Linked DNA regions of Mus musculus: region 1 is linked to region 2. A link is a contact called in public Hi-C data. All regions are on one chromosome and are shown on one strand. Each heading gives the region's core, a stretch centred on a gene start, on an enhancer-like site or on the middle of the called end of the contact. The rest is flanking DNA. Distances are from core to core; before and after follow the strand shown. Region 1 holds the start of 1700017G19Rik (RIKEN cDNA 1700017G19 gene). Region 2 has its middle 56 kb from the start of Gm30184.

The links. Hi-C and Micro-C count contacts between places; a contact is called where the count stands out from the background.
Region 1: a Hi-C map of nephron progenitors shows a contact between it and region 2, with 1.8 times the contacts expected there. The contact joins the promoter of 1700017G19Rik here to the enhancer-like site in region 2. A contact is called at or near these places in 4 of 39 promoter capture datasets (the 3T3-L1 cell line, embryonic stem cells and hippocampal neurons) and 6 of 484 Hi-C or Micro-C datasets (the G1E-ER4 cell line, adipose-derived mesenchymal stem cells, embryonic fibroblasts and 3 more).

Annotation. Positions count from the first base shown.
Region 1 is chr3:40,520,647-40,524,788 of GRCm38.p6, forward strand. It overlaps 1700017G19Rik (RIKEN cDNA 1700017G19 gene), which reads right to left and starts at 2,266. Exons shown (of 6, transcript NR_040445.1): 1 at 1,969-2,266; 2 at 740-874.
Region 2 is chr3:40,396,028-40,400,345 of GRCm38.p6, forward strand. No RefSeq gene overlaps it. Among named protein-coding and RNA genes, the nearest start is that of Gm30184, 56 kb to the right of the region's middle. Within about 2 kb of position 2,459, at least 10 of the 459 cell types and tissues checked have an H3K27ac peak or open chromatin away from gene starts, as enhancers often do. A contact at or near this core is called in nephron progenitors, where this site is marked.

The sequences.
Region 1 (4,142 bases), core at 1,016-3,515, 120 kb after region 2:
CTTAGAGAAAAAAATGTATGTAAAAGCACAAAAATTTAGGGATAAAAATATGAAGAAAACCATCATTTCCTCAGCTTTGTTAAGCCATGGCATTTTAGGTTTTTGAGAAGAGCGATGAATGCCCTCTAGTGTTTGTTGGAATACATGTTTGAAGAAGAGAAAGATAAATTGTCTGTTAAAATAAGAGTTCAAAAGGACTTAAAAATTGCCAGACTCACACCTTTAATCCCAGTGCATGGGAGGCTGAGGCAGGAGGATCAGCAGTAGAAGGCTAGCCTGGGCTAATGAGTTACAAGAGGGCATAGGCTATGAAGTGAGGCTGTCTCAAAAGCAAAAAAATAAGTAGATAACTCATACATAATAAAATTTGAATAACTAAAGTGTTTTACACATTATAGTATATTGCTTAAATAATAGATATCACAGTATTATATGATCAGAGAGGTGAAGATCAAAGTGGTGAAGATCAGAGAAGTACCTGTAAATTTTTTGGATATACATAGTGTGCCCATGTGGCCTCCTTTCCAGCTAATAACACCCTAAAGCAGTTGCAAGAGTCATTCTCAAAGACGCAACATACAATTTGTCTCAAGAGCCACTCCTGTGTGTGCCTACAAAGAGCTTCTATTTCTACAATATAAACTCCATTTGCACATGCATCCAGTGCCCCTGAGGAGTGAGTGCCCTTGTTGGTAATGGCCCTTCTGGAGAAAGAAAACAGGAAACGGATATAATTTACCTGGGAAGGTGCCAAACTGCAGTGCTCCAGTGTGTCTGCCGTAACTCTCTACATACCAGCAATCATTCCAAGAAGTCGTGGAAAGAATAAGAACCATCCGGCTGTTCATCTTCTGTAGAACTGACACTCCACAATCTGAGGACCAAGGAATGGGCACAGAAGACAACCTTGGCCAGACTCTAACCCAGGAATACGAAGCTTGGACCAAACGGGGGGGGGGGGGGGGAATGGTGTTCCTCAGATGACCTGAGCTGACTCCCTGTACCCACCCAAGCCCTGTGCATTCCTGAGCGTCTCAGATTGTCACTCTCTTCTTGCTTAGATTAAGCAGAGTGCAATATCAAGTATTTCATAGTAACGTCATATGTTTCAGGATTGCATAAGACATAAAGAAGAGTTGGGCGCTATCATTTTATGTTTTAATTACAAATGAATAAGTCAGGCAGGATATAATATCAAGATTATAGTCTTAAAATATAATTTGTAGAGACAAATTAACAGGTTTTTTTAAAAAAAAAAAAAGGACTGAAAGAACACCAAAAATTCTATTGGAGAAAAAAATGTTATTTATTGCTTGTCTACAAAGATGTCCGCTTTCATCCCCTGCTTCCGCAGTCAGGCAGTACCAAATGACCTTCCTTTACCCCTGTTTTTCTGCTTCCTACAGGTCAGGCACTCAAATTAACTCATAGTTATTCTGTCTTAACCTTTGAAGTGTAATTAAATAACATGATTTTTATTAGTAAATAATCCACATAATTTACAGAGCAGGAGGAAAGGAAAGTCAATATTTCTATTTAAATAATTGATTCAGAATATTTCAAAGACATCTCTGAGTCAGGCTCATACCTGTAAGCCCAACACCTAGGGGTAGAAACAGAAGGAATAGGAGGTCAAGCCCAGCTATGTAGCAAGTTCAAAGCCAGTGTTGCCTGCAGAGGTGGGGGATGGGGTGGGGGTATTGGGGTGAGGGGTGGAGGTGTGAGGGAGTGGGGTGCAAATAATTCCTAATAAAAGATTAAGATGCCTAATTGTTTTCTTTAGCAGATAATTTCATAAAAATAAAGTTAGCAATAATAATAAAACCTCAGTAGACAAATGTGCTTCGTTTTAAATGTTCTCAAGTGGGTTTTGGGGGGAAGGGGATGTTTTGTTTTGCCTTCAATCTAAGATGGATATTTGTTTCTCTGCCAGATACAGAAACAAGCTAAAGAAGGCATGTGACTCACCCAGGTTTGAGGTCACCCAGCAGCAAGGCAGAGGCTCTCTCTGAACTCTCCACCCCCTTGCTGTGTTGTTTGTTTCCTTTCTGCCTCTGCCTCTCGACCTTATTTTCCTAGGGTCCTGGCACCATGTGGTGTCAGGGGACAAGCAAGAGTGCGGTAGACCGTTCTGCAGTTTTTAAAGCTGTAACTACCGTGGCTTTTCTGTCAAGAACCATAAACCTTCTTCTGCCCCGGCACAACACGGACAGTCCTCAGTGGCGGTACAATAGCATGCTTCCCATTTCAGTGATAAAAGTCCAACGAATCTGTCTCCCTAGAGGAACTGGCCCTTATGCTTAAACGTAACAATCAACATGATGCGTTGTGCGTTTACGGAGATGACACCCATGGCTCTTCACAGAAGTGTGATTCTAGAAGGGGATTTGACTTGACGCATCGCACCGTCAGGGTTATACAAAAGCCATCGTGGCTGCAGTGACGTAAGGCAGAGGCTACGTCAGAAGTACTGCCTGTGATCTTGGAGCTTCTGAGCCCACCGGTATTCTAGAACACCTGCCCTTTCAGCACTAGGTACTGATAACAAGGTAGTCCAAATCCTAGAATCTAAGTCTCCTGTCTCCACATCCTCACTTTCCATGAGACTTTCAGATGGGATCTCAAGATAGTCTTAGAGAAGCAGGCACCAAAGCAGAGTCGAATATACAAGGATTCTGTAAAGGGAAATGTTTGCATGAAAAGAAGGAACTAAAAGTCCAGGACAGCTGTCCTAAGTGGACAGAGTCCATCTTTCCCCCAGGGTGCGGTCTATCTCAGCCCTCCTGTGCTAGGTCAGCAGCCTAGGGGAGGCGTGACCTCACCAGGAGCCAAAGAAAGTAGGGATTTCACCCCTACTGTCCGTCCGGTGTAATTTCCCCATCACACGCAGTGTGCAGGGAAGGTGTGAAAGAGAAGTCTCTAGAACCTTCCAGTATTAAAACAAGACACTTCCCCCCCCCCAAAAAAATAGATAATCGTAAGATGGACTAATTCCATATGATTCAGGAGCTGCATCAACAGCTTTGCTGTAGAGGATTCCAAATCAGCAAATACAAATTGGACATTACTTCTGAAAACCACAAGGTGGCGCTCTTTTGCTTTTTTTAAACCTAAAAGGGGATTTTTCTTTCTTTCTTTCTTTCTTTCTTTCTTTCTTTCTTTCTTTCTTTCTTTCTTTCTTTCTTCCTTCCTTCCTTCCTTCCTTCCTTCCTTTCGTCCTTTCTTAATTTAACATGGGTTATGCTGATTGTTTGAAATCTCTTAAATCATCTTTTAAAATCACCTGAATGATTTCACATCGTATTTACAAACTACTTGTAAACCTGATTTTTCTCCCAGTTATCACAGACTGATCAAATTGCAATGCTATTTTTTAAAAAAGCCACCAAGACAAAATAAACAATTAAATCACTAAAATAAAGTCAAAGATAAATTGCTTTTTAAATTAAATTTTTAGGTTGGCATGAAAAGTGGTGGGTTTCAGATCTTCAAGCTTTTTAAGGGAGGCACTTTTTCAATTGCATTGTCTCCCCAGCCCAAAAACAGTATTCTTAACAACCTTTCTGTGCCCACTCCCCAAAGAAGGCAGCACACAAAACACACACTGCAGCCCATGGCCTGGACCAGGAGAAGGAATGTGTTAGGAGGAGGATGGTTTGTGCTGTGCTTTACGGCGCTTTCATTATGATCCCAGGGAAAGATCTTTAAAAGAATATTGTAATAAAAATGCCTAAATATAAGAATAAAATCAGTGACACCAGTGAGAGACCTGCTAAGGATGGAGTTAGAAATCCAGTTTTTACTTTCAGCTGGTATTTAATGATTGCACAGACCACGGGACACAGTGTGAGATGATGCATGCGTGTCCTCATCTGTTTCTTGTCGCTGAGACAGAGTACTGACGGGATGAACTAGGGAAGGAAGGGTCTCGGGAGCCTCAGCAAGAGAATCTAACAGCTGATGCAGTCTAGGAGATAGAAAAGACCCTGCCATGAAGCTACACTCCACCTGACCCGAGACGCCACAGAAGGGGAGTGTGGAACAAAATTAAAATTAAATTAAAATTTTAAAACAAGGTTTTAAGGAGGAGTTTGCTTTTACAGAGAATGGCAGGTGAGAGAGGATGTCAAATTCTAAACGTT
Region 2 (4,318 bases), core at 1,209-3,708:
AATGACTAATTAAGAAAATGCCGTACAGGCTTGCCAATCATATGGATATGTTTTTCTTAATTGAAGTTCACACCCTCTCAGATGGCTTTCACTTGTGTCAAGTGACATGAAACCATCCAGCAGAGACAGGCAGGGGACACGGTCTTAAAGACCATAAACTTTAGAGCCCGGCCTTGTAGGTTCCAATGCTGACTTGGCCACTTACTAACACTTACTAATTATGTTAGAGGCACAGAGGAGACTGAGCTAACAAACAAAGGACTCTGGGGGCATCCAGAGGCTCTCCCAGGGAAGTGGTGGCACTCCAGAGCTGAAATGGGACCCAGTGAGAGCAAGAATTGCAGAAGCGGCTGCAAGACAGGAGCTGAAGCTTACAGAAGCCGTTCCACTGCAGGAGCAAACACTGCATGGAAGCACGAGAGGAGATGCATGCCTCCCTTCCCCTCCACCCATCCACACTCCCAGATCCTCCCCTGGCTGAGCCCAGCATTAAAATCAGCTGGAAAGAGGGTTCAGAAAATACTGCTCACAACTGGTAGTCATCTGCCAGGGACAAAGTCAGGGAGGGAAGGGGGCAAATGCAAGCGTCCAGCAAACACACCAGAGAATGTTTATGGGAGACAGAACCGGAACAAATACCGCCCAGGTGGATGTAAGACCAAAACAGAATACACCTTATGGAAAAAGTGCTTGCTCTGCTTACAGCTAAAACCGTTCAAAAGAAGCTCCCATTTGGTCCTAAATCCTAGCTAAAAGATAAGTTAAGTTTGCCTCATTTTATGTCCCTGCTAATTAAGGCTTCTAAGGCCATTTGTCCTGTGTTATGTCCCTGCTAATTAAGGCTTCTATTCACAATCAGGAGCAAGTTCCTGGTTTGACATAAACTGCTTGTAACCCACATTCACTGATGTATATCCTTGCCTTTGTTACTGCTTGGAACCTCCAGTTCACTTGAATTACATCCTTGCCTTTGTTCCTTGTATCCTTTTAACAGAGAGTAACCACCAACCCTCTCACCCCTATGAATACCTTATCTCTCCTATAAGAGGGACTTCAAGGAGCCAGTGGAGATTGCTCGCTCAAACCCTGACTTAGGGAGAGACAGCCAGCTGGCCAGTCTCAAGTACTCCCAAATACAGTTTGCTTTAAATTGAAAAAAAAAAAAAATGTGGACTTGGTCCTTTCTTTCTCGAGAATCTCAGGATTCACCATTTAGTCACAAATAGTAGGTAGTAACACAGAATATGTAATAAACCTGTCTAAGTGTTTTACATTTGTCATGACTGAATCCTCAGAGTGTCCTCGGGAGCCAGGACTATTGTTATCCTTATGAACAGGTAAGGAAACTGAGGCAGAGAAAGTTTAAGGAACCTGCACCAGGTATACAAAGTCTAAGTGCCCAAGTCAGCATTAGAGCCTAATGTGGCCTGGCTCCCAAGTTCATGACCTTCAAGACTGTGTCCCCAGCCTGCTTGTACAGGCTAGTTTTATGTCAACTTAACACAAGCTGAAGCCATTTTAAAGGAAGGAAGCTCGATTGAGGAAACGCCTCCATAAGAGTAGCCTGTGGGCAAGCATACGGGGCATTTTCTTAACTAGTTATTGGTGTGCCGGGGCCCACCAACTGTGGGTGGGTCCGTCTCAGGGCTTATGGTTCTGGGTTCTGTAAGAAGACAGGCTGAGGAAGTGAGCCAGTTTAGCTCTCTTTCACAGCCTCTACATCAGCTCCTGCTTCCAGGTTCCTACCTATGCCTGGTTTGAGTTTCAGTCTTAGCTTCTGGCAATGGTCTGTGATTCGGGATATATAGACCATATAAATCTCCCTCCAAGTTCCTTCTGGTCATGGTATTTCATAACAGCATGAGTAATCCTAACTGAGACAATGCCATATACCTGAGAACCCTGGTTCTACCAGTCTCTCGGACCAGCATCTCTGAATACAAAATCCTCCGAGAAAGTCAAATTTGATGCCTCACGATCTCATGAGGTATTTCCTCCTAATGACGCTGGAAGAGTGTTTGGGATTGTCCCTCTTCTGCCATTCATGAGAAGAAAATCAAACATCATTCCGGGTTTGCATTCAATTCCCACAGGAGTCAGGAATTCTTGGATGAGTGGTAGAGAAGTAATCAAACTACAGTCCGTTTCCACGGAGAAAGCCAGTGGCAGAGAGGGAAACGCTGTGATTTAAAGCCCGAGGAGAGATGTGTTTTCACAAAGAGCAACTGCTGCCTCCGTGACCGATCTGGTCCAGGCTGAGTGTTGACGTTCTTGAGCTAGTAAAATTGCAAAGCTCCTCAGAGACTTCCTTCTTCGAGGCAGAAAGAAACCGATTGGCCGTTTAAGCTGAGGTGGGTACCGCTCATGAGCTTGAAAGGAAGCTGGAATACAGAAGGACTTATTTGAACAAGGCTGCAGTAGTCAAGGGATTGTTACTGCAACTCATCGCGGCCTTCCTGAGAAGTGTGGAAGAGGCCCCCCACTTCCCCTGGCCCATCATAAATCACTCAGACCCACCCCTCCGGGCTAAGACTGCTGCTCCCACCTCTCCCTCTCTTGTTCTTTCATATTTTCATCTCGAATTTCCAGTCTCAGTTAAATGGAATCCAAAATGAAGGGAGAAAGGAGACATTTCTGCCCCTGTTCTTGTCTGAAACTACCTTGAAAAAGAAAAACCCGCTGGATAAGGCTCTCTCTTCCGCGTGTGCTCAAAATGTCTGTGTCACAAATCACTTAGCAGGCACCCAGAAGGTCATATAACTTGAGCTTTGCTCTTTAAAAAAGAGTAAGTGGCTGCCCTAAGTAGATGCAAGCTTTAATATGTATCACAGACTCTCTTGTCCAGAATCTCTCTTGCATGATCTTAGACCAGGACCTCAGATTTCTTAAACATTTGTTAATTTGAACTGTCAGTGAAAGGATTAGCTTAAAGGCTTATATTTAATACCTTTAATATATTTAATTCATTAATATTTTAAGGCACATTTGGAAACCTTATGTACTAGACCTTCATAAGGAGCCTATGATTTATTATATTTTTGTTGTTGTTTCTAGGGATGTGTAACTCAGTTGGGAGAGTGCTTGCCCAGAATTTTTGACTGGGTTCAGTCCCCAGCACCATAGAATTTTGGCTTGGTGCCACACACTTGTAATCCTGGTACTTAGGGGGTGAAGACTGGAGGATCAGGACCAAGGTCATCCTTGGCTACATAGCAAGTCTGGGACAACCTGGGCTACCTGAGATCCTGTCTCAAAACAATTGCTGGTTTCATGACACCAACATTGTTATAATCTGATGGAGCCAGATGGATGGTGGAGGAAGGGTGAATTAACTCCACAGTGGAGCACCCTGGGATACTCCTTCAGCCAGGTGTTCATCATCAACACTGCAAACGATAAGACAAGCCTAAGGTATGCACTCTTGAAAAAGTTACAATCTCTGTAACCTTTCTCCATGTTAGCATTAGGTGCATCCATGGATAGCCAGAAACTGTTTATTGCCAGTTCCCGGACCCAGCGACTATGTCACCTCTAGGCAACAGCACCACTTCTGGGTCCATTGCCATGGCACCCGTCGAACACCTCCCTGCGAATGTGTCACCTCTGTCACGGCTGGATAAAAGACTCAAACCCCTGACACATAATTCTCTCTTATCTTCACATCTTCCCCTTACCCTTCAGAGGTGCCTCTGTTAATAAAGCCTCCCACTTCAGACCTGTGCTGGCTTGGTGTGATTTGTCCAGGAGTATGCTGTTTATTCTAACTCTCCAAAAGAAAACTTACATCCCCAGTCCTAACCTGAGAAACAGAAAAGGGTGGACTGAGGGATATTCTTCACAACGCTTACCATGAAACCCCTAAAATGCCAAGGCTATCAGAGACAAGAGTGTCTGAAAACTGTCACAGTGAAGAGGAAGAGAAGACAACAAGACAGTTAAATACAATGTGGTTCCAGAGATAGAATCCCAGGACAGAAAGAGGGAGTTAGGTGAAAAACGTAAGACAGTCCATGTGATTGTGTGTCCATACTGAGAATGCCATATAATACCAGTTCGTTCATGGCAGCAAACGTGCTGTGCTCAGAGACATTAGTGGCTGGAGACACTGAGAATTCTCAGAGCCGTTTAGTTTTCCTGTACATCCGAAAACTGTTCTAGAGCATAGCATTCTGTTTTTAAAATGAAATGAGAAAATATGCTAACTATGTCTTGTAAACCAGGCCATTGTCACTACAACGATGATGTCAGTGATGGCTAGAGCTATGTTCTGGCGACAATCTGAGTGTCACTGAACAATAATAGTCCACAAAAGGGTTTT